Regions from separate parts of the Mus musculus genome. Here all the other regions are linked to region 1. Evidence: chromatin contacts called from public promoter capture Hi-C data. All regions are on one chromosome and are shown on one strand. Each heading gives the region's core, a stretch centred on a gene start, on an enhancer-like site or on the middle of the called end of the contact. The rest is flanking DNA. Distances are from core to core; before and after follow the strand shown.

Region 1 (5,866 bases), core at 1,783-4,282:
AACCAGTATTGTGAACAGTATTAGGTGTGTGTGTGTGTGTGTGTGTGTGTGTGTGTGTGTGTGTGTATACACGTACATGTATTTTGCATGTGTGAGTTCCTTATTTGGAACAAAATAAAGTTTACCTAGCTAATCTATAAGAGCCTTTCTCTTCTTTAAAGATCTCTGCCTTGCTGAGCCAAGACAGGAGCATCCCGAGACTAAAATTCTTTCTGCTTCGTGCATCATCACCCACACGGCCGTTAGCCACATTCGAAACTATTTATTTAGTGATCCTATAATCCAGGCTGCTTTGGCCCTTAAACTAGGCCCTCACTGCTCCAGGCATGGGGCCACGCAGCATAACAGAGCCAACCAGTGCCCAGCAGCCTACAGCCTCAGTTAAGGATGCTATAACCTTTTCATCTGCCGCCGCTCCTGTCGGCGTTGTCGTTTCTCATTGAGCTCTGGTGCAGGGGCTCCACTGTCTGCTGTGAACCAGGGGCCCAGCACGTTTACCCACAAAAGGTAAAGGGCCCGGCCTGGAGCCTAGGAGAGAAAAGACCACGTGAGGCCACTCGCAAAGACTGGTGAGCAGTGGGGAGGCCCAGCACTCCAGCCCACGTACCAGAAGCCAGAAGGACCAGATGTAGAGGGAGAAACAGCTGAGCACCTGAACAATGGCTGTCAGTAGGATCACATCCTTAAGGTGCCTGCGGGATAAAGGGAGGCTGCCAAGGATGGTATGTTGGCCCTAAGGCCTGCCCCTTCCACACTGTTTAGTTGTGAGTCTTGGGCTGTGTGGGCCCCAGCGCCCCAGCCCTGGGGCCGCTCACCTGAGCTGGCGATGGGGGACACTCACTCTGCCATGCCCTGCTCCATGTTGAGGTCCATGCCACCATCCATCAAGGACCCATCCTCAGAGAAGGATGCCCGAGCCATCGAGCTCATAGAGTGGTAGCTGGCCCCGTACACGGCCAAGCTAAAGCCCAGGGCCATCTGTAGGACAAGAGTGAGAATGTCACAGGCTGGCACCACTGACCATTCATGCACGGGCGCGCGCGTGCACACTCCTTTCCCAGGATACTTACCCAGGCCCAGAATGAGGCAGAGGAATAGAAGAAGACCAAGGTTACAAGGCAGTAGATGGCCTGCAAGCACACAAACACGATCAGGTTAGGGCTGAAGGCCAGCCCCCCACCCCGCAAATTATGGGCTTTCCTCAACTCTGACCGAGAACTGGGCCAGACTAGGAGGAAGAAACCTGGTGGTGGAAGACCTCTGCTTTCTGAGTCAGATAGCGCTTAGACTCATATCTGTCCAGGAAGAGTAGCCTTAGTATAACATGTATAAGCTTGGTATGGCCTCAGTATAACAAATCTCAGCTGGGACTTTTTATTTATTTATTGTTGTTTTGCTTTGTTTCCCCTTCATTTCTTCATGTTTTGCTTCTATGTCTAGTTCATATTTCTTCTGTGCCTGGCTACTTTTTTTTTTTAAATGGTTTAAAATTAAAATACATTTTACATGTATGAGTGTTTTTGCCTGCAATGTATCTATGTGCACCATGTGCCTGACGCTGTGCCTGGTACCATAGAGGTCACAAGAGGGCATTGGATCCACTCAATGAGAAGGTTTCGAGCTACCATGTGGTGCCCCTGGAGTGGAACCGAGGTCCTCTGTAAGAGCGACAAGTGCTCTGACCACTCAGTCCCTGGATACTTTGGGGGGAGGAGGGCAGTGTTTGCTGGCGATGCTGGCAGAGCCTAGCCAAGGGCTCCACCACGGCGCTACACCTGCTCTCACTCTCTCGAATGAGACTTCAGTCTTTCTGTGGGGCTCTGGTTACCACTCAACACTCTGACCTCAGTCTTCCAAATAGCTAGAAATACAGTTATATGCCACTATGGCCAGCTTCACTTATTAACCCCATCACCCCTTTTTATTTTTATTTTTAATTTTTTTTTTTGAGATAGGATTTCTTTGTTACTCAAAGCTAACTTCAAACCGCCCATCTTTCTGCCTGAGCCTCCCTGGTGCAGGGATTACAGGCTGGTGTCTGCCTGGCTTCATTTCTTTACAACGTTCTCTTTTGGAGCCTTGGCTGTCATTTGCCAGCGCTCCTAATCAGATAGGAATGAGAGGGCAGAGAAAGCACAAGGCAAGCAACTTACGTTGGCTCCCAGTATGATCCGAAGGTAAAACTTGAGAGTTTCTTTGTTCTCTTCAAATATCTGTTTCTTCCCTCTGGTACCCACTTTTCCTTTGGGCTGCGGAGGGTTGGTGAGATGCTGTCAGAGCTGTTTTGCCTCAGTCCTCCTCACTCCCTGTACCAGCCTGGTTACCTGCAGCTTTATCTACCCCGCAGCCAAGTCCTTAGCGTGCTTTGTCAACCCTAGCAATCCCTGAGATACCGACCACTCCTCTAGTCCATCTTCCTAATATAGTTAGGACACCGACTTTACTGTACCCCCAGTTATGATCGCCTAATGCTCACCCCAAAACAATTCAAATTACGTTAGTATCTTCTTTGGCTTTCCTCGTAAGGTTCAGCTTTGGGTTGAGATCCTCTCCGGGAAAACTCCAGCGGAACTTAATGGCGTCCCTCTGGGGTAGTGGTTTAGATCTGGAACTGGCAACTACCCTCGCCCGCGCCCGCCCTAGCCTCCAACACTAGTCCTGGTGTAGTCCTGCACGGCCACTCTCCCCGCATCCCGTTCGGTCTAGCACAGTCCATTGGGTGGCGCCCCTCTCTGGCCCAGTGCCTTATGCCTTCGAGCCCTTCTGTTTTTACTTTCCCAACATCGGGAAAGCTTTGCCGGTGCAGACCACGCCTTGTCCCTTACCGCCATGGTGCGCAGCAGACACCCAGCCACTGAAACAAGGGCGAGTAACTGGAACTGCAGTCAGTAGACACCACATCGGCAGCACATGCACTTCCGGTAAAGAGCGCAATCGTTCGCTCCTGGGCGGAAGTGGATTTCATTTCCTTCCGAAGCCCCGCCCCCTGAGTCGGTGGGACTACACTTCCCAGAAAACCTTGCGTGGGGGCGGAGACGGCAGAACTGCGATGGCGGACTCGCTGCCTCTGGAGGTGAGAGGAAGCGAGCGGTCCTTCAGGCCTTGGTCGGGGACAGGCCCCGCCTTCGGGGTCCCGAGCTTTGGGGAAAGGCTATCTGACAGCTCGCCCGGCACCTCCCGCCAGGCGGAAACGAGCCGCCCGGCGGATCCCACGACCTGAAAACTCTGGGTAACGGTCCTCTTTGGGGCCACTTCGACCCCTTCGGTTGGGATACCATTCCCTCTTTACCCATTGGCCCCAGAAGATGGCTGCTCTGTCACCTCAATGAGGACGGACTCACTGCCCATCCCTTTCCCTTGAGATGGCCGTTCCCTCCCCCTCAGTTCTAGAAGATGTCCGCTCCACCGTCCCTGAAGGGTAATCAATTTTATCCCCATTGGCCCCTTGGAATGGTCGTTCCATTTCCTCCACCCCTCCCCCACCGTCCTCGCAGTTGGAAATAGACTGCTCCCGCCCCCTAGTTCTGGGGACCATACCCAATGTCCTTAATGTAAGACAAGCCTGCTCCTCATTCTAGACCCCTAGTGATGGCTGCCCCTGTATTATTCAACCCCATGGGGTGTTTGTTCCTTTAGCCAGGGGCAAGGAGATACAGATGCAGGCTTTGTGTCTTGCACCTTTTTTGAAATGGCTTCTCTATCCATTTTGCCCTGAGGGTTGGCAACCCCCTCTCGTTGCCCTAGGAAGTCAGGCCTTTTCCCTTGAGTCGTGACATCCTATTCCCTTTTGGCCCCAGAAGGTATCTATTCATCCCTGTAAACCCCATGGGTTACCAGTAGTAGTAATCTTTTGGGGTGCTCTCATGGGATGACCACTCCACCCCTATCTCTACTCCTCTAGTGCTAGAAAGGCATTTCTCAGGATAATGAATTATGTATGATCCTTTCCATTAAGACATGTTGTCCTTTAGCATGGCTCCCAGGGTTGATCATTCAGAAGATAGGTCAGCCACTCTCTTAGTCCAGTCTTCCCTCTTAGCCCCCTAGGGATGGGGGCTTAGTCATCCCAGTCCCATCCATACTCTTCCTCATGTCTCTCCTCTCTGGTCCTAGTCATTTTCCTCTGAATAGTAATCTCCTTTATCCCCCACCCCTTCCCTGAGCAAACCTTTGGTGAAAGTAGAGGCAAAGGACTATCTTTAGTCCAGTAAATACTGGGTGAGTACTGCGTATGTACTTAGCATCTGAGAAGAAAGGAGAAAACACAGCGGGGCTAGTGAAGTCACTGTAGAAGGACTTTGCAGAAAGAGCCCCACATACGGGAAAAGAGATGCTGTGTTGGTAGTGAGGATGGGCTGGGGGTGTTCTGGGAGCAGCAGGCCCAACCAGGCATGGAGGTCTGGACTGTGAGATTAGTGGTGAACCCAGGTTTTTCACGAGGGGCACTGAAACTGGACTATATATGGATTAGCAAGGCTGAACATAGAAGGAAACTGTAAAAGGAATCTAGCTCCATTGGATAAAATTTGGAGCTATTAATATGGTGATGTTGCAAAGGTAGAAATGCTGCTAACAGCCATCCAGTCCCTGAAGAACTGATCTAGGTGGTTTTAAAATGCCTTCACATCTTCATATACTTCAGACACGGAAGCTGAGAGAAGTCACATGCCTCTAATGGTTACTCTCTTGGGTAACTTTCTCCAGTAGAGCTGGGATCGGGGAAGTCTGGGTTAGCCTTGTCTAAACCGTCAGCTTTGTGAGTAGAGAATAGAAGAACATGAGCCCAAATGTCACTAGGGACCTCAGATTGAGAGTGCAGTTGGCATTAAAGTCCAAGTGTCACTAGGGACCTCAGATTGGGAGAGCAGTCGGCATTAAAGGGTAAAATTGGACTGAGGGCAAAAACCACTTAATGACATTAAGGTTGATAACTATTTGAGTAGAGGACCCCAAAGACAATTGTACTAGACTAATGCTTGGTTAATAGGACAACGTAAAGCTATTAAATTGTTGAGTATTCTTATGCAAATAAACTGAAAATCAAGAGATTAACATTGAAAATCATGAAAATTCAGAAGAATGGTAAAAGCCTAGAAAACATTGTCATAGGACTCAACGAGGGAAGATTCTAGAAGAAAAAGGCAGTTAATAGGAAGTTGTTCCTGGCCTCCCAAGTGACCCTTTTCTCACTCCAGACAGAGCCCCACCAACCTCACCACCTACAGACTCATTGAGCACTGTGGGAGGGAAGAGTTGAGTCTCCCAAGTTTGTTGTGTCGTCCTACCTTAAGCTGGCTGAGAAAACAAGCTGATAATGGAGAAGATGGGAAGAGAGTAGGGGTCCCAAAGCTGCTCATCATGGCTCATGCTCACAATCCCATCACATGAGATAGAGTTGTAGCTAAAGCAGGAGAATGGCTGTGCCACATGGAAGCCAGTCTAGTACACAGCATGTTCCAGGACAGCCTGGGTTACATAGTGAAACCCTGTGGTCTAGATGTGCGGGAAAAATGCTATTTTGTAACTTCCCACAAGAACCTTTTTAAATCTCACAACAGTTGCCATTTTACAGACAAAAAAAACAAAACAAAACAAAAAACAAACAAACAAAAAAAACCAAGGCTCAAGAAAGTCAGCTAGCCAAAGGGAACTTGGACCAGGTTTGTGTAGCCCCAGTGCTCGGGCTGTTTCTACTAAACTGGGTATGAGTTTTGGTTATTATTTCGTACAAACCTGTTCTCAGAAGTGGCTCATGATAGGTTCATTCTCATGAGGCATGCTTCCAGGCTGGAGAAGGGAAGTCAGTGCTTCATGAAGCTTTAGGTCCGAGATGGACTGGAAGCCAGTGCTCTGATGTCCTCAGACC
Region 2 (5,866 bases), core at 995-3,494, 820 kb after region 1:
ATTCTCTGAGGCTTCCCCTATATAAACATGAGCCATTCCTCTGTACTAGTCCTTCTTTTCTTCTTTATCATAGCACAAAGTCTTCTACATACTATATGCTGTATTTATTTGTAAGCTATCCTTTCTCTTGCTGTTAAACAGAAAGACCCAAGGTAGCAAGCAGCAGATCTTTTTGTTTCTTGCACCTCTGCTACATCTATGGTGCCTGAGAGATTTGGTGATAGTACAGGTTTAAGTCCACAGCCTCAGTATGTAGAAAGAAGCTGCCTCAGTTTAGAAAAGATTCTTTTTTTCTTGGTGGAATTTCACTGTCTCTTTGTGTTTCAAGTACCTTACAGGAGCTCTGTAGTATTCAGTGTGGGTTTGACCCTGAATAATAATAATTATTATCTTTTATTTTGTTATGACTCAAAATATGTTTGTTTGGGATTTTAAACAGCTTGGCTTTATGTTTTTTGTTTGTTTTGTCTTTTGTACTCATCTGTATCTGTGGTGTATTCTATATAGCATAGATCTCATATACACCAGGCTGACCTCCAATTCCATTTGTAACTCAGACTGGCCATGAGCTCATAATCATCTTGCCTCTACATCCCCAGTCTGATGAATAGAGTCATCCGTTACCACCACACCCAACTCTTTTTTTTTTTTTTTTTGAGACAAGTGTCTTCACTGTATATCCTTGGCCAGCCTAGAACACACTATGTTGAGCAGGCTGGCTTTGAACTCACAGAGATCCACCAGTCTTTGTCTCCTTAGTACTGGGATTAAAAGCATGCACCGTCAGGCCCAGTCTGGTATATATTACTTAACTCTTAAAATTTATTCTTTTCAAACATTTACTTCTCTCCTTTTTCCAACAGGAGCTGCTGCTCAAGAAGTTATCAAAATAATCACCAAACAATTCGTAATTTTTAATAATACTTATATTTATAGTGGTATGTCACAAACTTCTGCAACTTTCCAGTTGTAGAATAAGCACCATGTGTAATATGTTAATGGTTGGAACTGTAATTGTCTTCATATTGTGCTTTGGTTTGTAAAAATCTGTTAAAGGACGGAAGTTAAATTGTTTCCTTAATAAAAGTTTTTCTCATTTGTAATATAGTCTTGTTGTCTGGAATGGTGGGGAGAATGGGGAGAAAACAGAACAAAAGCCAGCTCTTTGTATAGTTAGTTAATGCTGGATTGCTATTTTACAGTTACATATCGTAGATATGTCTGTTTCACTAACAAGAGTAAAAAATTAATTATCTTAATGAACTTAAGATGTGGATTTTAGCTGTGGACATTTTAAGATCATTACTTATTTAAAGTAGAACTTTTAAAGAAGCATTTCGGAGCTTTATCAGGACAAAACCATTCCCTTGTGCTGTCGTCATTCATTATATATACCTAAAGGTTTGTCACTATACCTGTGTATTGAATTTTATGGGCTTGCCCCATCCCTAAATTTCTTTTTATTGAATAATATATTGGAATAATAGCATTTAGCAGCTTGTTAGATGGGAAGGAAAGTTCCTGAAGGTGAGGAAAAGTAACAAACTAGAAATCCAAACTGGGAGGCCGAATGTGTGTGTGTGATTCGTTATCCTAAGGCCCTAAATTGCCTGCTATAGAACAGTTCTCAAAGGCAGTCTCCTATGTGAGAACCTGGGTTATAGCTGACAAGAGGCGAGGGAGGGGGCTCATAGGGATTTTATTTCTTGAAAACCTGTATCATTCTTGCTTGGCTGTGTCATCAAGTGACTTTGTCAGAGCAGGAACTGCCCTCTGACAGTACTTCCATCTCCCAACACTCCCATGGGAAGAGTTCTGTTGGGACGTATGACAGGACTAAATTATAGGGCACACCTTGAACACATTTAAGACTCAGAGCTCTGGGCTCTTGGGTCTACTCAATGAGAAGCTGGCTTGGCCAGAACCAAAAACTAAGGATTTTGGAGTTCACCCAGGGAGGGTGTCCAGTCAACGGAATGCCCAGTGCAACCAAAGAAAGCCTGGCGTCAGGCAAGGTCAAGGAGGGAGCAAAGACCCTTCCGAGACGCAAGTCCTAAATACTAAGTTATATTACCCTCATCATGTCACTTTCTCCCATCTAAAACCTGGCATCCCGCACTGATCACCTTCTGCCCACTGATGGCTCTACAGCTGCGAAGGGCTAAGCCCAGTGGGACAGGTGTGCGGCCGGAAGTCCCGCCCAGCGGATGTGAGCCTGGCTGGCGCGCGGGCGTGGGAAACCCAGTCAGGCGTCGTGGTCTAGGCTGCCACAGGGACGAGCTGGTGTGGGCCTGACAGGGGCTCTGGGTTCCAGGGTGGAGAGGCCAAGGTCTCGGCTTCCCGCCTTCCGGTGGTCGGCTCCTGGGGCGGAGCTGTGGTGGCGGGCGTGGCCCGCTTCCCTGGCTCACCTGAGGAGGTGGATTGAGCTGAGGGCAGGGGCTTCCCTGAGCTGGCGCCAGGCCCACGACCTGTGAGGGGGAAAAGGTCGTCCCCATCTGCCCAGTCGGGCGGCTGTGTGCGTCCGGGCTGCTCCCCGGGATCCCGGGGCGGGGAAAGCGGCGGCCCCCACGGGGGATTCGGTTTGGGAGGAAGAGGACGGGAGCGCGTGCCCAGCAGCAGCTGACGCTGGGAACTGGGCGATTGCTCCTGGGAGGTCCGCCGGAGCCGGGCTCGGGAGGCGTGCATGGTGCCCCGCGGAGAGCAGTAGAGGAAAGTCGTGGGCCTGCCTGCCCTCCTCACAGGCGTTCCTTCTTCCAGCTCTTTAGGTGAGCCAGGCCTCCGGAGCCTGGAGCGAGAGCGAGGGAGCCATAACCCACGGAAAGACGGTGGACCCGGAGGCTGGGAATCCCGGGCGAGCCGTGAGGGTGTGCGCCCCATATCCTATCCATCCAGTACAGCAACTGGTTCCTGGGACCCTCTATTCCCTGGGACCTGAATGGCTTATGTCACACTCGGAGCAGAAAAGTTGATAGTGCACGTTACGTGCTTGCCTTTCTGCTCCCGTTAGAGGGTGCCTTCCACAGTGTAGGATTCCAAGGCGGACGGACAACTTACAAGTGGAAGTGAATGCTAGGATTTTCATCTCTGCCAGCCCCACCCAGGAAGATATTTTTGTCTCTCTTGGGGGAAGGGAGATATGTAGAATTTTTCCCCCCACAAAGCTTTTGATGTGACCAATTTTAGAGTAGCGAATTTCAGGGGCTGACCTAGTGTTTAATGATAGACTCTACCTTGAGTCCCATACCCAGGATGAAAGAGGTGTGCAGAACACTAATCAACTAGTTTTCTTATTTATGTTCTCTAATAGTCTTCCTAGTAACGTTTGCACCTGACCTTGTTGGTTTGGAGAGTAAATTAAGTAAACCCTTTAAGGATGGTGTGTCCTGTTATGTAAAAACTTACCCCCGCCCCGTGAGATCAGGGTAAAAAAAATTTACAATCTCATTGTTAGTGATGATTTGTACCCACAAAACTACTGAAAACATTTCGTAATTGCTTGAGTGGGAACATACTTTTGACTTGGGAAGTGAGCTATTTTTATAATATTATATAAAATATTTTTATATTTTTAAGTATCATTTTGTAATTTTTTTTTTTTTTCTGAGACAGGGTTTTTCTGTGTAGCCCAGGCTGTCCTGGAACTCATTCTGTAGACCAGGCTGGCCTTGAACTCAGAAATCCTGCCTGCCTCTGCCTCCCAAGTGCTGGGACATTTTATAATTATTTAACCTTTTGAAAATGACATTTATTTATTTATTTTAATGACATCTATTTGTGTGTGTATGTGAATGTACATGTATGTGCATGCATGTACGGGTTAGCACATGTGTGGTTAGAAGTTAACCAATGAGAGTCTGTTTTTGCTTACAATGTAGATCCCAGGGATTGTCCCTCTTGAGTTTGTGAGGGGTTTTGTTTGTTTGCTTGTTGGTTTTGAGAGAGTTTTTTTTTAGCTCCTGCTCCCCCCCCCCCCCCCCCGGCCCCTTGCCCTTTCTTTTCTGGAACTTTAAATGTAGCTCAGAATGGCTTCAAACTCAGGACTCTTCTTCCACTCCCTTTCCTGCCTGAATATTACAGACATGCACCGTCATGCCCAGAATATTTCATTCCTTAAATTTTTTTAAACAAGTGGACTGCTTCATGAATTTGTGTCTCATTCCTATGAAGGAGCTGTGCTAATCTTCTCTGTAGCATTCCTATTTTAGTATATGTGCTGTTGAAACAAGCATATGGGCCAGAATATTTCTTAGAAGCTGATCTAACTAAAAATGCCCTATCTTATAGATGAAATATAAGGGAAAAAGACAAGCATGGAAAGTGAGAAGCCAAAGAAAACACAAGGTGAGAATCCATGAAACATGTAGTTACATTAGTTTTATGTATTTTATAGTTGTATAATTGTGGGTATATTCATGCATGTATGTTTGTGAGATATATATATATATATATATATATATATATACACACACACACACATACATATATCACAAACATCTAGAAAACAAAAGAATCATTCATCAACTTACATATGTTCTGACATTATTCTGAGAGGACACGAACAAACATCTACTTACCCCAGATAGGGATTTTTCAACAGACCAAAGTAAGGATACCACCAAATCCAACTTGGTAAGCCAGTAAGCTTACTGGAGCTACATACAAAGCATGTGAATGAAGAGTTATTTACAGAAACAGAAATGACTCAGGCAGCTGTATCATCAGAAGCCTACCCCAGCTCATGAAAGCGGGGAACCTGGAACACATAGCACAACCTGCAAGCAGCTGTTAAGGTTGGAAAGTATCTCTTCCAGGCAGCTCAGTTGTTCTCTGTCTTTTCCAGGCAGTTTAGTTGGTCTGAGCCTTTTCGAAGCAATTCTTTTGGTCTGAGAGTACTCCTCAGCAGTCCTTACCTCTTATATATGAGGAGGGAGGGGCCCAGCATGTCAGATTAGCGTCAGGGACTTCCTTAAGCTTCTAAGTGGTCTACTTCCTAACTGTTAAGGAGCCTTGTCTTGGTTTGGTTTTGTTTTGTTTTGTTTTGTTTTGTTTTGTTTTGTTTTGTTTTGTTGGAGATAGGGTCTCTTAATGTAGTTTTGCCTGACCTTAAACTCACTATGTAGACCAGGCTGGCTTTGAATTCCCAGAGGTCCTTCTGCCTTTGCCTCCCTAATGCAGGGATTAAAGGTATGCACCACCATCCTGGGTCTTAATGAGCTTCCTTGCCGGGCGTGATGGCGCACGCCTTTAATCCCAGCACTCGGGGTGCAGAGGCAGGTGGATTTCTGAGTTCGAGGCTAGCCTGGTCTACAGAGTGAGTTCCAGGACAGCCAGGGCTACACAGAGAAACCCTGTCTCGGAAAAAAAAAAAAGAGCTTCCTTGCAAGATGATATATATTAACTTAAAGGAAAATAATATACCACAGCATACATTGTGAACACCTGCTTTGTGCCTGCCTTAGTGTTTTACTTCTGTGAACAGATACCATGACCAAGGCAACTTTTATAAGGATAGCATTTAATTGGGACTGGCTTACAGGTTCAGAGGTTCAGTCCATTATCATCAAAGTGAGAACATGGCAGCATCCAGGCAGGCATGGTGCAAGAGGAGCTGAGGGTTCTACATCTTGTTCTGAAGGCAAACAGGAGAAAACTCTTCCAGGCAGCTAGGATAAGGATATTAAAACCTACACCCACAGTGACACATCTACTCCAACAAGGCCACACCTCCTAATAGTGCCACTCCCTGGGCCAAGCATTTACAAGCCATCACAGTGCCTATAATATACTTTCTGACATCAGAAATTATGGGAAAGTCATGCTGATACTTAGAGTGCCACATGAGCTGGGTATGATAGCTCATGCTTTT
Region 3 (5,866 bases), core at 1,805-4,304, 610 kb before region 1:
AACCATTTGGACATCTCCTTCCAGAGTCCTTGAGTGCTGATAGAGGAAGCCAATCCCAGTCGTCTGTCAACCCCAGATTTGCTCCTGGTAGCCCCCAAGTCCTGTACACTATGGCTTTTAGCTACATTTTACCTCCCAGAGCCCCTGTGCCCAGGAATCTGTTTCATTGAGGACATGATCTGCCACGGCAGGGCCAAACCTAGGGATCCTTCTTGCTCCTGTTTGTGCAGTAGCCCCAGGGACCCAGTACTAATACAGCTACTGCTCACTAAACACCACCGTATACTGGGCGTAGCCAGACTTAGCCTTCACTGTGAAGTTTACAGTCTAGTGAGTGATCCACCAGACTGTACGACTGGATGTAAAGCAGATACCATTGCCGGGCAGTGGTAGCACACGCCTTTAATCCCAGCACTTGGGAGGCAGAGGCAGGCAGATTTCTGAGTTTGAGGCCAGCCTGGTCTACAGAGTAAGTTCCAGAACAGCCAGGACTACACAGAGAAACCCTGTCTCAAAAAAAACAAAAACAAAACCCAAAGAAACCAAAACAGATACTGTCTAAATCTCCTGAAATGCAGTCCTGTGACCACTGTGTAGCATAGGCAGAGGACCTAAGGAAGAATAGCCAACACACACACACAAACACATATCCCTTATTCTCTTTAACTGTCATACACTCTGTTTGAGGCCCCATCTTCCCTGTCGTCTTCCCTGTTTGAGCTCTGTCTTACCAGCATAGCCTCTTTTATTTATTTATTTTAATTTTTATTTTTTTAAGATTTATTTATTATTGTATCTAAGTACACTGTAGCTGTCTTCAGACACACCAGAAGAGGGCATCAGATCTCATTACAGATGGTTGTGAGCCACCATGTGGTTGCTGGAATTTGAACTCAGGACCTTTGGAAGAGCAGTCAGTGCTCTTAACCACTGAGCCATCTCTCCAGCCCTTATTTTTATTTTTTTTAGGATTTATTTATTATTTATATGTAAGTACACTGTAGCTGTCTTCAGACACACCAGTAGAGGGTATCAGATCCCATTACAGATGGTTGTAAGCCACCATGTGGTTGTTGGATTTGAACTCAGGACCTTCATAAGAACAGTAGTGCTCTTAACCGCTGAGCCATCTCTCCAGCCCCCGCAAATAAGCATACGGAGCACTTAACCGAACACCAGGCCTGCTCTTGTCTGTGTTTTGGAATCAAGATCAGGTTGTGGCAGAAACAAGGTGGAGTGCTTTTGCCGAGGTAAACTGTGGACCAGGCCCAGCTCCCTGTCCCACCTTGTTCTCCCCTGTCCTAGGTGACAACCAGGGCATCCCCATCCTGTCCAACATAAAGCTGAAAGAGGAGCAGCGCATAACCACGACTTCCCCCTGGATGCTCCCAGCCCCTCACGTGTGGCCTGAAGACCATGTGTTCATTTCCACACCAAACTTCAACTACACCGTCCAAGACTTTGAGCGTTTTTTCACAGATCTGCATTTTGAAGAAGGCTGGCACATGTTTCTTCAGTCTCGTGACCTACTGGAGCGCCTCCCCGCACCTGGTGTAGAAGTATATTGTCTCTACGGTGTGGGCAGACCCACACCCCACACCTACATCTATGACCACAACTTCCCCTACAAAGACCCCGTGGCTGCACTCTATGAAGATGGGGACGACACCGTAGCCACCCGCAGCACTGAGCTCTGTGGCCAGTGGCAGGGCCGCCAGTCGCAGCCCGTACATTTGCTGCCCATGAACGAGACAGATCACCTCAACATGGTCTTCAGCAATAAGACACTGGAGCATATCAATGCCATCCTACTGGGTGCCTACCGCACTCCTAAGTCGCCAGCTGCCAGCCCAAGTCCCCCACCCCCTGAATAAAGACCTAGCTGTTATAAATAAGTGCAGGGTGTTTGTTATGGGTTAAGGGGAAGGCACTACTAGGTTCCTTAGATAACCTGCATCACCTGGCTGATGCATGCTTGATCTGGGCTTAGGGGAACACGGGGTTCAGTGGGCTTTGCTAAGGCCCCAGACTGGACTGACTTTGAGATATGTAAATAGATTTTCATTGTCCTAGTTGAGCTGCTCAGGAAGCTTGCTCTGTGGCTTCCTTCTTAGGGGCCCAGGACAATATTCAGATCTGGGTATATGGCTGTTAGAATGGGGACACAGAGAAATAGGATTTGAAGTCGACTTTTGAGTTCTGGTTGGATACAGAAATTTATAATAAAGCATGGTGGTGCACGCCTTCAACTCAACACTTGGGAGGCAGAGGCAGGCAGATCTCTGTAGGCCACTCTGATACACACAGTTCCAGGACAGCCAAGACCACAGAGATTCTGTCCCCAAAACACAAACAAATAAATAGAATTTAAGATATTGGGGCTGGGGATTGTTAATGTAAGAACTTGGATTCCATGACAGCCGGAGCTATACAGAGAAAACCTGTCTCGAAAAAACAAACAAATAAATGGGGCTAGAGAGATGGCTCAGCGTCTGTTGAAAGAAGCTGTTTTTCCAGAGGACCCTGGTTCAATACCCAGCACCCACATGGCTGCTCACAAGTGTCTGTAACTCCAGTTTTAGGGGAGCTGACACCTCACACAGACATGCAGGCAAAACACCAACGCACATAAAATAAGCCATAAAAAAATTAAAAAATTAGGGCCACGTGGTGGTACACATGCCTTTAATCTTCTCATCCAGGCCAACCTTGTCTACAGAGCTTATTCCAGGGCAGACAGGGCTACACTCAACTACACTGAAAAACAGTTTTTCAAGCGCCCCCCCCCCCCAAAAAAAAAGTTTAGGATCTGAAGAAAAGACAGTTCATCTAAAGAAGATTTAATGTGAGACATTAGAGAGAGAGAGAGAGCAAGCACTCAGAAGTTAAGAGCATTTTTTTGCACTTGGAGAGGACCTGAGTTTGGTTCCCAACGCCCACGTGGTGGCACGCCCACATGGTGGCTCATGATCATCTGTAACTTCAGTTCCAGGGAATCTGATGCCCTCTTCTGACCTTGGTGGGCATGTGGCATGCACATACCACATTCACTCACACACATAACTAAGCCTGCAAGGGCTTCATTTCTACTTACTTTTAAGGGGTTATGTGTGTGAGTGTTTTACCTGAATACATGTATGTGCCTGCAGTGCTCAGGGGGTGTCAGCAGAGATGGGAATGGAGGATCTAAGGCGCACCATAGGTCTGGCAAGGAGTGTAATAGCCCCTTCCTCAAGTTATCTGGGACTAGCAGCAAAGACGAAAGTGAAAGAGAAGATGCACACAGCAGCCAACAGCCTCTGAACTAGGGTGGGGGTGAAAGCGAAAGTAGGAAGCGTCCGGAAAAACCCCACAGAAGCCAGGACAGACGCCTCTGCTCCCCCTGGCTGATCCACTCATCGAGACCCCCGCATTCTCACTTGGCCTTCCTGCGAGATGCTGAAGCAGGCAGTGGAACCCACAGGAGGCTTCTCTTTCGAGAACTGCCAGAGGTGAAAGGGGAGTGGAGTTCTAGTCACGAACTGCTGGTGCCTTGTTTTATTGGTGGAGTGGGGGAACCCTATGTTGGGTGACCAAGTAGGGGCTTAAGCCAGGAGATGAGTAGAAATGGGTTTGGGGACCGGTTCAGGGACCCTCCCTTGATGCAGAACTGAAACGCGAGTCACCCCAATGTTTCCAGGAATGCGTCCTTGGAACACGTCCTTCCGGGACTTCGGGTTCCTCATGCACGCAAGACCGGGACTACCATCGCGGGGCTTGTGTTCCGAGTAAGCGGGGTGATAAGGGCTGGAGGGCTAGAAGGGCAGCCACTGCGGAGATCAGGTGGGCATTAAGGCTGGGCTCTGCCTCTGCAGGATGGAGTCATCCTGGGAGCGGACACGCGGGCCACTAACGATTCGGTTGTGGCGGACAAAAGCTGCGAGAAGATCCACTTCATCGCCCCTAAAATCTAGTCAGTATGCCCCGGACCAGTCCCCATATTCAAACATAAGCTGCACTGTCGCTCACTCCCTACTTTGTCCCTGCACGTCCCTGTCCACATCCACCATCCCTTTGTCCCTTAGCTGCTGTGGGGCTGGAGTAGCTGCGGACACTGAGATGACTACGCGGATGGCAGCTTCCAAGATGGAACTACATGCGCTGTCCACCGGCCGTGAGCCTCGGGTGGCCACGGTCACCCGTATCCTGCGCCAGACGCTTTTCCGGTGAGCAAGTGGGGCTAAGATGACCCCTAAACGGGGTATCTGCAGGTGGGTGGAGTTGACAGGAGGCGGGACGTGGAGTGGGGGGGAGCGGGGCTGCGACCTGCAGGGAGACCGGAAGAAGACAGACCAAGCTGAGTTCCGGAAGAGGCAGCGTCAATTGCAGGACGCCAGGCCAAAGGAAGGGGTGGGACTCAGACCAAAAGGCAGTGTAATGGGCGGGGCCTGTCTGCTAACATTAACCCTGCCTGCTCCTCCACAGGTACCAAGGCCACGTGGGGGCATCACTGGTCGTGGGCGGGGTTGATTTGAACGGACCTCAGCTCTACGAGGTGCACCCACATGGTTCCTACAGCCGTCTGCCCTTTACTGCCCTTGGTGAGCTCTTCCACCCTTTAAATCACACGAATCCTGCTCCTGCAACCCCACCTTCAAGGTTTGTACCTCCGCAGCTAACAACTGACTTCGGATGCCCCTTCCCACCTGCAGGCTCTGGTCAGGGTGCAGCCGTGGCACTGTTGGAAGACCGGTTCCAGCCAAACATGACGGTGAGCGACTTCTTCATGCTCACTGGCGGGGAGTGCTGAAAAACCCTAGCCAAGTATAGAAATAAGAAAGGCTTGTAGGTGTGAAGGGGACAACTGAGTAGGGACTGAGTAAAGTTGAAGATGGGAGGGCCAGTCAGGAACCAAGCTTAGACCACAGAGAGAAGCAGAAGCTCACAACGGATCATTACTGAAGGAAGAGGTAAATGATGTTTGAGATTGGACTTGGGAGTGGGATAGAAGTAAGTGACTATGTGCTTCAGAGATAACTAAGGCCCAGAGAGAAACACGTGACAGACTGGGTGGGAAGACAACTTGGGGGGGGGTACATGTAAGCAACACTGAGAAGTTTGTACAGAGGACAGTGAGTGGAGGGCACACAGTTTTGGAGGAGAGGGGGTCAGAAGCCAAGGGACTGGAATTTTCAATGGATGGAGAGAAAGGAGGTTGAGCTTACATAAAGAGCAAATTGTCTAGACTTCAAGATTAACAAGTCCCCTGGTTAGAGTGTGGTAACACTAGGTCCATTTAACCTCATTTCCACTACCCAGCTGGAGGCTGCGCAAGAGCTGTTGGTGGAAGCCATCACAGCAGGGATCCTGAGTGACCTGGGCTCTGGGGGCAATGTGGATGCCTGTGTGATCACTGCAGGGGGTGCCAAGCTGCAGAGAGCATTGAGCACCCCCACCGAGCCTGTGCAGAGGTAAGAGCACAGGAAGGGAGGGCTCTGTGTGTGTTCACACGTGTGCATGGACAGGCTGCATTCTAAAAGGCTGGCCCTCCTCCCTTCTAGAGCTGGCCGTTACCGATTTGCTCCTGGAACCACACCTGTCCTGACCCGGGAAGTGAGACCCCTGACCCTGGAACTTCTTGAGGAAACTGTGCAGGCCATGGAGGTGGAATGAAGTGGCCTGAGATGTAGAGTTTGGAATGAGGGTGAATAAATCCGGGAAACACAAACACTTAAACAGAAGGCTGTGTCTTTCTTGAGAGGAGTGAGCCAAGCATCTGTAGGAGTTTTGTGGCTGAGGTATTCACCTAAGGACGACAGACCCAGTTCTTGGCCTGAGGTCCTCCTCCTCCTCACCTCAGGGATCTATCCGTGCAGAAGCCCAGGAC
Region 4 (5,866 bases), core at 2,118-4,617, 550 kb before region 1:
ATGTTTGACTGCCTATTTACTATATGTAAGGCCCTTGGTTTGATCTTCAGTACCAAAAACCAAACAACCCAACCCACCCCAAATTACGCCAGTTAATATTTGGGTTAAGAATAGAAAACAAACTTGATTTGAAGGAGGATATAAGAACAATCAGGATATCATAGCAATTATATTTACAACTTACAAACATGGGAAATGCTGGGTGTTGTGGCACATGCCTGTCATCTCATCATTTGAGAGGATGAGACAGAAAGACTATGAGTTCAGGGAGATGCTAAGCTGTATATGAAGTTTAGGCTAGCCTAGACTACATAATGAAGTCCTGTCTCAAAACAAAACAGAATGGAGTCAGAGAAATAGCTCTGTGTTTAAGCAACAATCGCTGTTCTTGCAGAGGACCTGGGTTCAATTTTCAGCCCCCACATGTTGGTTCATATTCATCTCTAACTCCAATTCCAAGGGTTGTGGTACCTTCTAATGTCCTCAGGCCCCAAGACTACATGTAGTACACACACATATATACAGGCAAAACACACAAACAATAGAATAGGTAACTCTAAAACAAACAATCCAGAAATAAAACATGGCAAGGGTGGAGGCTGAAGATGCCTGAGATGAGGCTCAGTTGTTCAGCCTCTTTTTCTGTGCAGTGAGAGCCAGAGAAGCTCATCACCCCTCCCTTTTTTGAGACAGGGCCTTCCTGTGTAGTCAGATGGCCTTGAAATTGAGATCTTGCTTCTGCCTCCTAAGTGCTGGAATTACAAGTACATGCTAGCACACTTGGCTCTACAAGGTTTTACATTTTACATAGTCAGCTGTAGCCAGGGGACAGAATATTGCAAGACAACATACAGAACAGCTGAGAGTCTGTGTGAGATACAAGAACTCAAACACAGTGGGAGTTTGTGGAGAAGGGTTCTTAATGCAAAGTAAGAGGAGGGGGTCTGCCACACTGAGTTACTTAACAAGCCACCTTGGGCAGGTAAACTCAGGAAAAAAGGCACATGGGGAACTAGACAAAGATGAGAGAAGCTATGGGCATGTGGTGGGGTATAGAATCAGGAATGACATTATTTTAGATGTTTGCAGTGGCTGGTCCCACTCCCACTTAGTGCTGAGGACTGAGTCCTGGGCATCACTTGCTTGCTAGGCCAGTTTTTATTGTTGTTTGGGGGAATGAGGTAGTACTAGGGATGAAACTCAGGGCTTTCTTTGCACAGGCTAGACAACTGCTCTACCACTGAGCTATGTCTCCATTTATGTAGTTATTTATTTTCTTATTTATTGAGATTGGGCTTCAACACGTAGCCTGAGGTATCTTTCAGCTGACAATTCTGCCTCTGCCTCCCAAGTGCTGGGACTCAAGTGAATGCTACTATGCTTGGCTTCTTGGCTAAGTTTAAAAACTCCCTAATTCAGATACCACTTCCCAAACTCGCTAGCAAGAAGGCACTTCAGGAAAAGACCAAGTTTTCAGTCATAAGACAGTCTTAGGTCTGATAAGTCCTTCGAGGAAGAGACAGGCAGAAGCTACTTGAAAAGAAAACCATCAGCTGGACAGCAGCGGTGCACACCTTTGATCTCAGCACTCTGGAGATCTCTGAGTTTGAGGCCAGCCTATACAAACTACACTGAGCAAGTTCCAGGACATCCGGGGCTAAAGAGAGAAACCCTATCCTAAAAAACAAACGAACACCCAAACCAACAACAACCAAAAAATCAAGTGCCGGTCACCAAACAAAAGAATTACATGGAAAGACCCTTTCTCTCTCACTAGGACTAGAACCACTCTAGCTGCTCAGGGATGAGCTGGCTACTCTCCCTTCCTAGCCGTCTATGGTGAGGATAAAAAGGCCTAGGCTACACAGCTAATCATGCCAGGCTCTACAAAGTCTGTACACAGTTGTCTGCTCAGCTGACCGTGGGCATCAGAGGCACTAACCGCCTCATGAGTCAAGGGAGCACACCCTGAAAGCACAAGCCCAGGAGGCTCAGACAGCAAACGGATTATCTGTGGCTGTCTCAGCTGAACCCACTGGAGAGTACAAGTGCCCGCTTTAGCAGTCTGGGTTCCACCAGCAGGCATAAAAGGTGTGAGAAAAGAATCACTTCTCAGTATGTACACCATTATCTCTGGTCAACCACCTCAATGTTCAAACGTCTCTGAATCGCACGGAAACATCTCATTTTTATACATACTATTTCCTTTTTGTAATATGTGTCTTCCACATAAGTGCCTCGAGGACTTTTCCTGGTATTCAATCTCCTGTCTATAGTATCCAAACTAGCCCTAACAGTCTCCTCTCAAACCAGCCCTCTATCTCCCTCACCGTTATTTCCCCATTCCCATCAAAGTACCCTGACCATCCTTTTACAATAACATTATATTACAATGCTGGTGGCCTTCTGTCCTGGGAACTCTCATCTGGGAAGAGTAGCCCCAAGGAGGATACTGGGAGCCTAAGTAAAACTCGAATGAATTGGGAACATATGGGCTTGCTGACGTTTGGAACCTAATCTAACCTCATCAGAGCCTGTCTGTGATCTGCCTTCAATCCAGGAGAAACATGCTTTTGGGGTTGTCCACCTTTTGCCAGAAAATCGTTTTCAGAGCAACACCTGGCCTGGGAGTATACACTTTTGGGGGGAAGCCAAGTTGCAGGGTGGGCACAGAGGCTCTTCAGCAGATCACTTAATTCTAGGCCTAGAACTCGCTAAACCGACACTGCACCAGGCCTCTGAACCCTGGCGAGGAGGGATACGGGGCCAGTTCTCAAAGCACTGAAATTTGGAGGCAAGGAAACCAGATGGATTGAGTGGATTCCGAGGAGAGCGCCATACCTTCAGCCAAAACACTTAAGAACAAGGCAGAATGGTCTGGCATAGGATGGGGAGGGGTAACACCCAGGGGTCTGCGCCATTCTCTGGATATACCCAGGGATCATCCATGACTCCAATTCCTGTCCTCCGCAATCAAACCGGAGGATCCCGAGTCTGGCTAATGGAGCCTATGGCACCCGAAAACGGTTCAGATCCACGCCATACGTCCACCACTTCGCTAAGAGCCTACACACCCCATCCCGGCTCACCTCCGGCGGGCCGGTCCAGTTTGAGTATGTCCCGCAGATGCTGCGTGGCGTCCTCAATGTCGATGCTCGCGCAGGAGGCCATGGGCCCAGCCACGAGAGTCCTGCTCGCCCGACGTTAGTTCCTCTACCTCCGCAGTGTCCAATTTCGCCCAGCCACGACCCCGCTAGAGAGGAGACAGAGCACTACACAAAACCTAGCCGCAGTTCGCAAACCGCCGCCCGGACTGCGTCCGTGAGCCCTGCCAACCCCACCAACCGCCTCCACTTCCGGTCCCACTGACCTTCGCTCCCGGAACCTACAACTACCGCAGAAGAAAGGTTCCGAGCTCAAGGAGCCCCAGTTCCTATCAGAGGCAGCCTCCGTAGGCTGCTTGCTCCTGGCTAGCCCAGTAGTGGCTAAACTTCACAAGACTGAGAAAGAGTAAATGTACTCAGCATTGGACTGCCTAAAACCCTACCATCTCTGGAGATCTAACCCAGGTCCTAGGCCATTCTGATGAACTGGATAATGGTACAACAAAGCCAACTTTACCACTCAGGTAGTAACTTTTCAGACCTTAAATAAGGTGAACTGGTAAGGGTCTGTTCCCCCGCTTAGGAGTAAGCAAGACCAAGACATCTTCGAGGTCATTAGCCCCAGGAGATGCAAGGGCAAGGGAGATAGTTTCTACCCCCAAAACTGTCATTGTTACCAACTGTCCCCAGTAACCCCTTGTCCCACACGGTAACTTCACGTTAGGAATAAAGAGACCATAGTTTACAAACACCTCTTTATTGCAGACATTTCAGGCACAGGTACATGGAAGAAGCTGTATTGCAGATTTTATACAGGGTGGATTAAGAGGCAGCTGGCATCTACCTCTCTCCCACCCCTACTTCCCCCAATACACAGCAGCTAGAGATCAATCCCACTGGAACCTTCTGTGTAGCGTCCAGGACTATGCTGGTCTAACCAGGCAACCTGTGGAGTATGTGGAAATCTTTACTCTCCCCTCACAATGCAGGAGAGCAGGGAGAAGGGCATGTTCAGGTGTGCCTAGCCAATCCTAAACCCCAAATCCTGGGCTTGGTTCTAGCTTGCAGTTGCTATTTTAGTAGCTTTATACTATCCAGAGGTCTCAAGGATGAAAAGCTATATCGGTACTGAGCAAGACCTGTGCCCAGACTAAGAAACAGGGCAGAAACTGCCATACTAGTTAAGATTTCCTGGGATTTGAAGAGTGTATGGGGTATGTGGAAAGTAGGAAGATGGTGTGTAAATGCCCTGCACAGGTCTTGAGGGGAGAGTTAGAGCACTCCTTCACACTGCTTCCTTCCAGTGTGGAATTTATACTCCACCTAATGGCGCCTGGCTCTGATATCCCAAGCAGGCAGCACAGCATCTCTCGCTTTGCTTGGGGAATGTGGGCATCTGCATGTCACTTATTTTGGGTATAGAGCAGGCCCCTACATTTAGGACTTCAACCCAGAGGGTATAAATATGGGAAGCCATATTTGCTAAGGCCTTTCTAGCTGCTACAGAATATCTACCCTGCTACTAGACCCAAATCTACAGAGCAGAGGCCACAGGTGGTATCAGACAGAGCTGACTGAAGAGCCTTCAGTCCAAGAGAAGCTTCAGGCCAGGCCTGCGTTCCAAAACCCTGGGGCTGGAGAGAACTCTGCCCCGGCCCGCAGACATGCGAGCTTAGCCACTTGAGTGAATCTGCTCCTTGCAGTAGGTTCTGTTGAGGTGAGGCAGATGGGGGTGGGGAAAGTGAGACAATGGGCTGGAACTGTTGATGCCCAGCCAACTACTTAACTAATTAAAACAATTTAAACTGTTAAGAAAATTTTTGTGGTTTTATTGTATCATGAGGCATTGAAACATCTGAACAAATCAATATCTGGGCGGTTGGTGAGGCAGCTGCTTTCTCCTTCACTTCTTTGGGTTACTAGAGCAACTTGTCAGTAGATTAAAAAAACAAAACAAAACAAAAAATAAAACAAAAACAAAACCCGACAATCGTTTGCATTACTTAAGTCTTTCCAAGGCATGCGCTGGTACAACACAAACTTCCTGTCAGATGCGACTAGTCTAGCATCCAAACATCATGCACAACACCGTGGTGACAGAAGCGCCCTGCACCCGCTCCCGCCTCGGCCCTGCTCGTTTGTGTATGATATTTGGAGCATCTGGAGGAGTGAGCTAGGATTGGGAAGAGGGAGGAGGAAACAGCGTGACTGTGGCCAGGAGGAGGTCAGCCGAAGTTGTGCAGGGCAAGCCTGAACATGTCATTGGTGCAAACCCAAGCATCGTTGATGTTCTTTAATAGAAACATCTGGTGGAAACCCATGATGGGATCTTCATCAGCCTGTACGAAGGGAGAAAGAACAGATTCAGTGAAGGGGCTAAGGAACGGAAAGGATGTTTAATGGTAGTACAACCTAGGGATCAGGTACTAATTATCTTAACACTGAATTCCAGTACAGAATAGGTATTTGTGAACGTGAATTACTATGTGGGAAACTGCTGGTCACATAGGTGTCAATAAATGGCTACTCACATGTATATTGAAAGGCAGCACACTTTACCACTTAGCTAGGCAGCAGAGCAGAGGACTTGCCTGTCTTTTAGCTCAATGTCTCAGGGCAGAAGTGATCAAAAATTTTAAGGAATCTTGAAACACTATTATTTATTAATTTATCCCAATCAGAAGAAACTACTGATAAATGGTTTACATTTTAAAACTGAGTTCACATTGGGCCCAGTGGCACATACCTCCTGTCAGTGTGTA
Region 5 (5,866 bases), core at 2,181-4,680, 530 kb before region 1:
AATCAATAGTTAAAGAGTACATCCTGCTGGGCGTGGGTGGCACATACCTTTAATCCCAGCACTTGGGAGGCAGAGGCAGTTGGATTTCTGAGTTTGAGGCCAGCCTGGTCTACAAAGTGAATTCCAGAACAGCCAGGGCTATACAGAGAAACCCTGTCTCGAAAAAACAAAAAAAGTCACTCAGGTCTCCCCATTAGCTTTGAGCTGAATTACTTACAACTACAGATAAAAATGCCATCTTACCTGTCCAATGTCCAATCTAAAAACTGAGGCAGCCAAACCAGTGTAGGGATTACAAACCAATTCCTTAATGCCCTCTGCTCACCTACCTCTTTCACAATGAAGGTATACGGGAATGAATGTATCTGTAACAAGTCGCTGGTGCCTGAAAGAGCCGAGGCTGCTTCTAGCTCTGGACTTCACTGGTTTGTTAATTACATCCACATGTGTTCCAGACACTACACGTCCCAAGAGGTGAGATAGTAAACAAACTTCAACTGTAGATGAGAATTCAAGAACGAAATTAAGCCCAGCATGGTGGTGCACACTTTTAATCTCAGTCAGAGACAGGTACATCTCTGAGTTTGAGGCCAGCCTGGCCTACCAAGTGAGTTCCAGACTACCCAGGGCTACAGAGAGAGACCCTGTTTCAACCCTTCCCCACCACTCCTAAAGGAAAAAAAACTATCAAGAATCTAGATGAACTCTGGGCATGGTGGCACACGCCTTTAATCCCAGCACTCGGGAGGCAGAGGCAGGCTGATTTCTGAGTTCGAGGCCAGCCTGGTCTACAGAGTGAGTTCCAGGACAGCCAGGGCTATACAGAGAAAAACCGTCTCGTAAAAAAACCAAAGGAAAAAAAAAAGAATCTAGAGGAACAAATCAATTCCCATTTCCTTTTCACCTTTTGGCTTAAAAAGTCAAGGGAAGGGATGGGAAGATAGTTGAGTTGGGAAAGTGCTTCCCTTGCAAGCATACCCATAGAACCCATGTAATACAAAAAAAACAAAACATAGGCATGGTGATGCAAACTTGTAATCCTAGCACTGAGAGGCACACACACAGATTCCCTGAGACTCACTAGCTGACCATGTGGCCTATCTCTGGGTGAGACCCAAGCAAGTGAGAAGACACCCCGCCCCACCCGCCCCACCCCACCTGCCCTTTCCAGAACTGAGGGCTGAACCCAGGGCTTTTTGTGCTTGCTAGGCAAGTGCTCTACCAATCAGCTAAGTCGCCAACCCCAAGTAGACCCTGTCTCCAGAAAAAGAAAGGGCTGTATAGAACCTCTGGCAGGCACCCCCTTCCTACACACATTGATGTATGTACACATACACAACAATCCAGAGAAACAATGATGGACAAACCAAGGCCTTTCGTGCAGCTTCCAAACTCTTCGGAGTGACCTGAACAAGGGACTTTATGAAGATCTATGTGCTTTATGGAGAAACCGGGTCCAGTTGTTTAAAGCATCTCTACTTTCTGGGCTAGCCTGTTCTTTCAAATAGGCCAATACCTATCTATATCCCCACATTTCAAGGACACTTAGCTTTAATTAAAAAAAAAAAGTCGAAACCCAAATAAAAACCTTACTTTTTTGTTTAATTTGTTTTGCCAAACAGTGAAAACTTCAGTCTAATTGTACAGAAAATAGAATTTGTAACCAGTAGCAAACATAACGAGATAAACCTAAGTCCCTGGTGAGCTGGATCTCCATCAGCAAGTCACCCAGAGCCCTCTCATAAATGACCTTCTGGGTAGAGAGGTCCTAAGAGACAGAGGCACAGATCAGCTAGTCCCCATCAGAATCACAGACTGCACCTGAACCGGGTAGCATGGAAAGGAGAAACGATGTTACTGAGATCTCTTATCACTACACACAGCAAAGCTGTCTCTGATTGCTGGCCAACCTGAAGAAGTGGTTTCCTCAAACCCACAGTCCCTTAAGAGTTCCATCTGCACCCCCTCCAGGGTAAGTTCCAAGTTCAGTGGTTCTGAAGCCTGTGTATAACCAGAATCTGCAACATAAACTGGGGAGTGAGAGACAAAGTCATAACTGCTGGTGTCACCAGATTCTGAAGTCCCCAACTCTTACTTCACGAGGAGACGAAAGAAGGTGCCAACTGACCAACTGGAGTCCCGCTGTCCTAAACCTCGGCACTGTCAACAGGAATACTGGGGAGTACAACATTTGCCTGAGGATTCCTTGGGCTGGAAGGAGTCACGAATTCTGCAGGTTTCTGGGGGGAACCATTCACATGCCGTGCTTCTTACGGATGACAGCCATGGCAAGCAGACGATCCTTCTCTCGAAGTTCTTCACGGAGCTTGGCCTCGGTGAGACGCAGATGGCGGATGCTACCCTTCATCTCCTTCATCTTCACTTCCATCAGGGCCAAGATGTCCCGCTGCTCGTTCAGCTTGCGCAGGAGCTCCTCCTCCGTGGTACCCGAGGACAAGGAGTACGAGTGGTCAGAGCCAGTGTCAGGGAAGCCCTCTTCCCCTACCACCACCAGCTGAGGGCCCAGAGTGCACTCAGCGGCCTCCAGCCCAGCCGTAGCAGCCTCTAGCTCTGAGGCGGCGGCAGCGGCGGCTGCCCCTTCAGCAGCTGCAAACTCGACTTGCACTGTGAGGTCGATGGGCTTCACATCATCTCCCGAGGGAGTCGTGGACACGGGAACCACGGATCCCGGAGCCTGGTTGCTGTCTACGGCGGCCTGAAGCGTAAGAAGCACAGCTGCAGAGGCAGACACCAGGTTCGGCTGCAACTGGGTGGTCTGGGCAGTGGAGGAGGACGGAGACGGCTGCTGCTGTTGCAGCTGCTGCTGTTGCTGCTGCTGCTGTTGTTGTTGCTGCTGCTGCTGCCTACGGCGGGCTGCCGCAGCTCCCGCAGGTCTCCGAGCTACTTTGCGCTCATTGACGCCACGCAGCGGGAAAATGGTGGGAACGCGCACCGTGTAGGTCTTGCGGCCGCCCTGAAAGTGGACGCTGCAGAGACGGTGGCCGGTGGTGGGTTGGAAGGTGGAGAAGCACCCACTGACGCCAGCACGGGACACGTTCTTGAGCCAGAGGCGCCGCAACTCAGCGTCCTTGGGAAACGTGTAGAAGTGCAGCGCCTTGTCCCGGTGTGAATTGTTGTAGCAGCCCGGAACGCAGCACGTAAAGCCAGGCATGGCTGCGACGCGCGGCCCGGCCCACCGGCCTCTCGAGCTCTTCGACGGCCGGGTCTGGCCCCTGTCTCAGCTCCTCGACGGGCGGCGCCGCGCGAGGCTCTCAGAGGCCTCTCACTATTGCCGCCCGGCGCAGTCGTCCCGGGCCGAGGCCCCGTGCCCAGAATATGGTTGCGGACCGCCCGCGCCGCGCTACCCACCCGGCCGTCCGCCTGCGCTTCGGAGTCGGCCCGGGGGACGCCGCGAAGGACCGCCTGGAAAGGAGGACTACGCCCCCCACAATGCACTGCGCCAGAAGCCTCTCACTTCCGGGATGGGGCGGGCTTATTCCGGCGGCTTTCCTGGACACCGCGATATCCTGTTCAGAGTCGATTATTTTCCAGATGAAGCTCGTCCTAAGCGAAAGGTAAAAATGTATTCGAATGGAACGTTATGGCATGGGCTACCCTTCACAAGGATCCGGAATCCTGATGGTACCGGGCGCGTGCCTGGTGAGCGCAAGCGCTCTGGGTATAAGAACACAAAGACTACAAGTTCCATGATGCCTCAGAAGAACGTTTTGGTGCGGCCGCGGGCTGCAGCGCCTCCTAAAGGAGAGGTGGAGTTCCTGCAGACCAGGATTTGAATGAGGTTCTGCAGCTTGCTATAAAAAACACCCCACCCCACCCCACCCCCGACCCCCAGTACCTTGGAGTGGACTGCATTCTTTAGCCTAGAGGAAACCCGAGTCCTCCCAGAAGAACTTCTGGAGTCAATTTCTTATATTGGGAGCACTCTCCCGACTCTCAGCTACCTCTTACATGGATGGACTCACTGACCTAAACCATGTCCCTACTAGCTGCTTACAATGTGCCAGACAGTGAAGGGAAAACACATTCAAGGCAATTGGTGGCACACGCCATTAATCCCAGCACTTAGGAGGCAGAGGCGGAGGCAGATTTCTGAGTTCGCGGCCAGCCTGGTCTAAAGAGTGAGTTCCAGGACAGCCAGGGCTACACAGAGAAACCCTGTCTCGAAAAAAAAACAAAAAACAAAAACCAACCAAACAAACCAATATATAAATATCGTATAATATTTTTCACATTTATTAATTTTAAAAACATTCAAAGTAATGGGAGATATGTTTATACATATATCATGTGTGAGAGTGGGGGAGTAATGTTTGCATTTATGCATGTTCATATGTGTGCCAGTGAGTGTCAATTTCTGGGTATCATTCATTCCTCAAGGCCCTTGGCCTTTTCTTTTTTCTTTTTTTTTTTTTTTTTTTGAGACAGGATTTCTCTGTGTAGCCCTGGCTGTCCTGGAACTCACTCTGTAGACCAGGCTGGCCTCGAACTCAGAAATCCACCTGCCTCTGCCTCCCAAGTGCTGGGATTAAAGGCGTATGCCACCACGCCGGCTGGCCTTTTCATTTTAGGCTGGCTGGCCAGTTAGCTGCAGGGATGCACCTCTAGCACTGCCATTATAGGCATGGGACACAATGCTTGGTATTTTTTTTATTTATTTATTTTTGGTTTTTCAAGACAGGTTTTCTCTGTGTAGTCCTTGCTGTCCTGAAACTCCCTCTATAGACCAAGCTGGCCTCGAACTCAGAAATCAGCCTGCCTCTGCCTCCTAAGTGCTGGGATTAAAGGCCTGTGCCACCACTGCCCTGCTCATGCCTGGCTTTTTAACTTGTGAGGAAGAATCACATTGATTCAAACCCACAAAGCATTAAAGAAGATACTCAATTTGACTCTACCTTCAGTACATAAATAGCCTTTAACATACTCATGGACATTCAAATAATATCTAGTAAGTTGAAAGTAGGGACTGTGCCTGGTCTTCAGCACCAAAAGCAAACAAAGTGCGCAATTTCTCCCCAGCACTGTCTTACCTATCCTCTGGACTTGGCATCTCTAGTGAAAAGCAAGAATCATATTGCATGTCTCTGCTTCTAATCTTGGGTCCTCTACATCTGTTTCCCTTGTGACTGCCAAAGAAAATCTGACAAGCCATGGGTCGCTCAAGGGGGCTGGAGAAATGGCTCAGGGTTTAAGAACACTGACTGCTCTCTGGAAGGTTCTGAGTTCAAATCCCAGCAACCACAGGCATGAATCACAAGTTCAAGGTCATCATCTGCTGCGTGGAAAGTCTGAGGCAAGTCTGAACTACATACAACCTGTCTCAAAACAAAACAACAGTCGGGCGGTGGGGCACACGCCTTTAATCCCAGCACTTGGGAAGCAGAGGTAGGCAGATTTCTGAGTTCGAGGCCAGCCTGGTCTACAGAGTGAGTTCCAGGACAGCCAGGGCAATACAGAGAAACCCTGTCTCAAAAAAAACAAAAAACAAAACAAAAACAAAAAAAAAACCCAAAACCTGTCTCAAAAAACCAAACCAAAAACAACAACAACAACGAAAAAAAAAAAGCAACAAAAAACCCAAACCAAAACAAAACCCAAACAAAACAACAACAAAACCCAAGACTTCTAAAGAAAATAAAAATTTAAACGGGGTGCAATAGAAAACACCTGTATTCTCGCTCACCTGCTCTTGCTTCTACTCCCCCCCCCATTGCCCTCCTCCCTCTCTCCAGGTGCCCATGGGCGACCTCTACTCCTCTATTCTCTCTGCCTCTATGTCTACTCCCTCATCTCCCCTTCCCATGCCCTGAATAAATCCTGTTCTATACTAACAAACAAAAAGAACGGA

Evidence for each region. Promoter capture Hi-C pulls out the DNA fragments that hold promoters and counts their contacts. Capture Hi-C pulls out chosen DNA fragments and counts their contacts.
Region 2: a contact with region 1 is called in a promoter capture Hi-C map of liver. The contact joins the promoter of Terb1 here to the promoter of Lrrc29 in region 1. A contact is called at or near these places in 3 of 39 promoter capture datasets (cranial neural crest, hippocampal neurons and stem cell-derived epiblast-like cells) and 1 of 9 other capture datasets (liver).
Region 3: a contact with region 1 is called in a promoter capture Hi-C map of liver, with 2.3 times the contacts expected there. The contact joins the promoter of Psmb10 here to the promoter of Lrrc29 in region 1. A contact is called at or near these places in 8 of 39 promoter capture datasets (embryonic stem cells, fetal liver, hippocampal neurons and 4 more) and 1 of 9 other capture datasets (adipose tissue).
Region 4: a contact with region 1 is called in a promoter capture Hi-C map of liver, with 4 times the contacts expected there. The contact joins the promoter of Edc4 here to the promoter of Lrrc29 in region 1. A contact is called at or near these places in 2 of 39 promoter capture datasets (both in liver) and 1 of 115 datasets of contacts at active chromatin or transcription factors (extraembryonic endoderm stem cells).
Region 5: a contact with region 1 is called in a promoter capture Hi-C map of second pharyngeal arch cranial neural crest. The contact joins the promoter of Thap11 here to the promoter of Lrrc29 in region 1. A contact is called at or near these places in 5 of 39 promoter capture datasets (the HPC-7 cell line, liver, maxillary cranial neural crest and 2 more), 1 of 484 Hi-C or Micro-C datasets (embryonic stem cells) and 2 of 115 datasets of contacts at active chromatin or transcription factors (astrocytes and extraembryonic endoderm stem cells).

The regions. Positions count from the first base shown.
Region 1 is chr8:105,323,434-105,329,299 of GRCm38.p6, reverse strand. It overlaps Lrrc29 (leucine rich repeat containing 29), which reads left to right and starts at 3,032. Exons shown (of 7, transcript NM_001368408.1): 1 at 3,032-3,073. The coding sequence starts at 3,050. It overlaps Tmem208 (transmembrane protein 208), which reads right to left and starts at 2,923. Exons shown (of 6, transcript NM_025486.3): 1 at 2,826-2,923; 2 at 2,154-2,249; 3 at 1,071-1,130; 4 at 842-978; 5 at 608-692; 6 at 243-528. The coding sequence starts at 2,831. The coding sequence ends at 391. Fhod1 (formin homology 2 domain containing 1) reads left to right here. Exons shown (of 22, transcript NM_177699.4): 22 at 1-140.
Region 2 is chr8:104,506,265-104,512,130 of GRCm38.p6, reverse strand. Terb1 (telomere repeat binding bouquet formation protein 1) reads left to right here and starts at 2,244. Exons shown (of 20, transcript NM_180958.3): 1 at 2,244-2,329; 2 at 2,758-2,864; 3 at 4,285-4,341. The coding sequence starts at 4,311. Nae1 (NEDD8 activating enzyme E1 subunit 1) reads left to right here. Exons shown (of 20, transcript NM_144931.3): 20 at 864-1,103. The coding sequence ends at 973. Gm22148 (a small nuclear RNA gene) reads right to left here and starts at 4,229; the gene lies at 4,123-4,229.
Region 3 is chr8:105,935,580-105,941,445 of GRCm38.p6, reverse strand. It overlaps Psmb10 (proteasome (prosome, macropain) subunit, beta type 10), which reads left to right and starts at 3,054. Exons shown (of 8, transcript NM_013640.3): 1 at 3,054-3,491; 2 at 3,680-3,767; 3 at 3,855-3,952; 4 at 4,065-4,205; 5 at 4,465-4,580; 6 at 4,692-4,750; 7 at 5,299-5,450; 8 at 5,541-5,718. The coding sequence starts at 3,436. The coding sequence ends at 5,652. It overlaps Lcat (lecithin cholesterol acyltransferase), which reads left to right. Exons shown (of 6, transcript NM_008490.2): 6 at 1,306-1,895. The coding sequence ends at 1,874.
Region 4 is chr8:105,878,382-105,884,247 of GRCm38.p6, reverse strand. Edc4 (enhancer of mRNA decapping 4) reads right to left here and starts at 3,367. Exons shown (of 29, transcript NM_001301100.1): 1 at 3,090-3,367. The coding sequence starts at 3,171. Nutf2 (nuclear transport factor 2) reads right to left here. Exons shown (of 5, transcript NM_026532.4): 5 at 3,846-5,443. The coding sequence ends at 5,330.
Region 5 is chr8:105,852,667-105,858,532 of GRCm38.p6, reverse strand. It overlaps Thap11 (THAP domain containing 11), which reads right to left and starts at 3,430. Exons shown (of 1, transcript NM_021513.2): 1 at 1,583-3,430. The coding sequence starts at 3,172. The coding sequence ends at 2,255. It also overlaps a transcript of Cenpt not described here.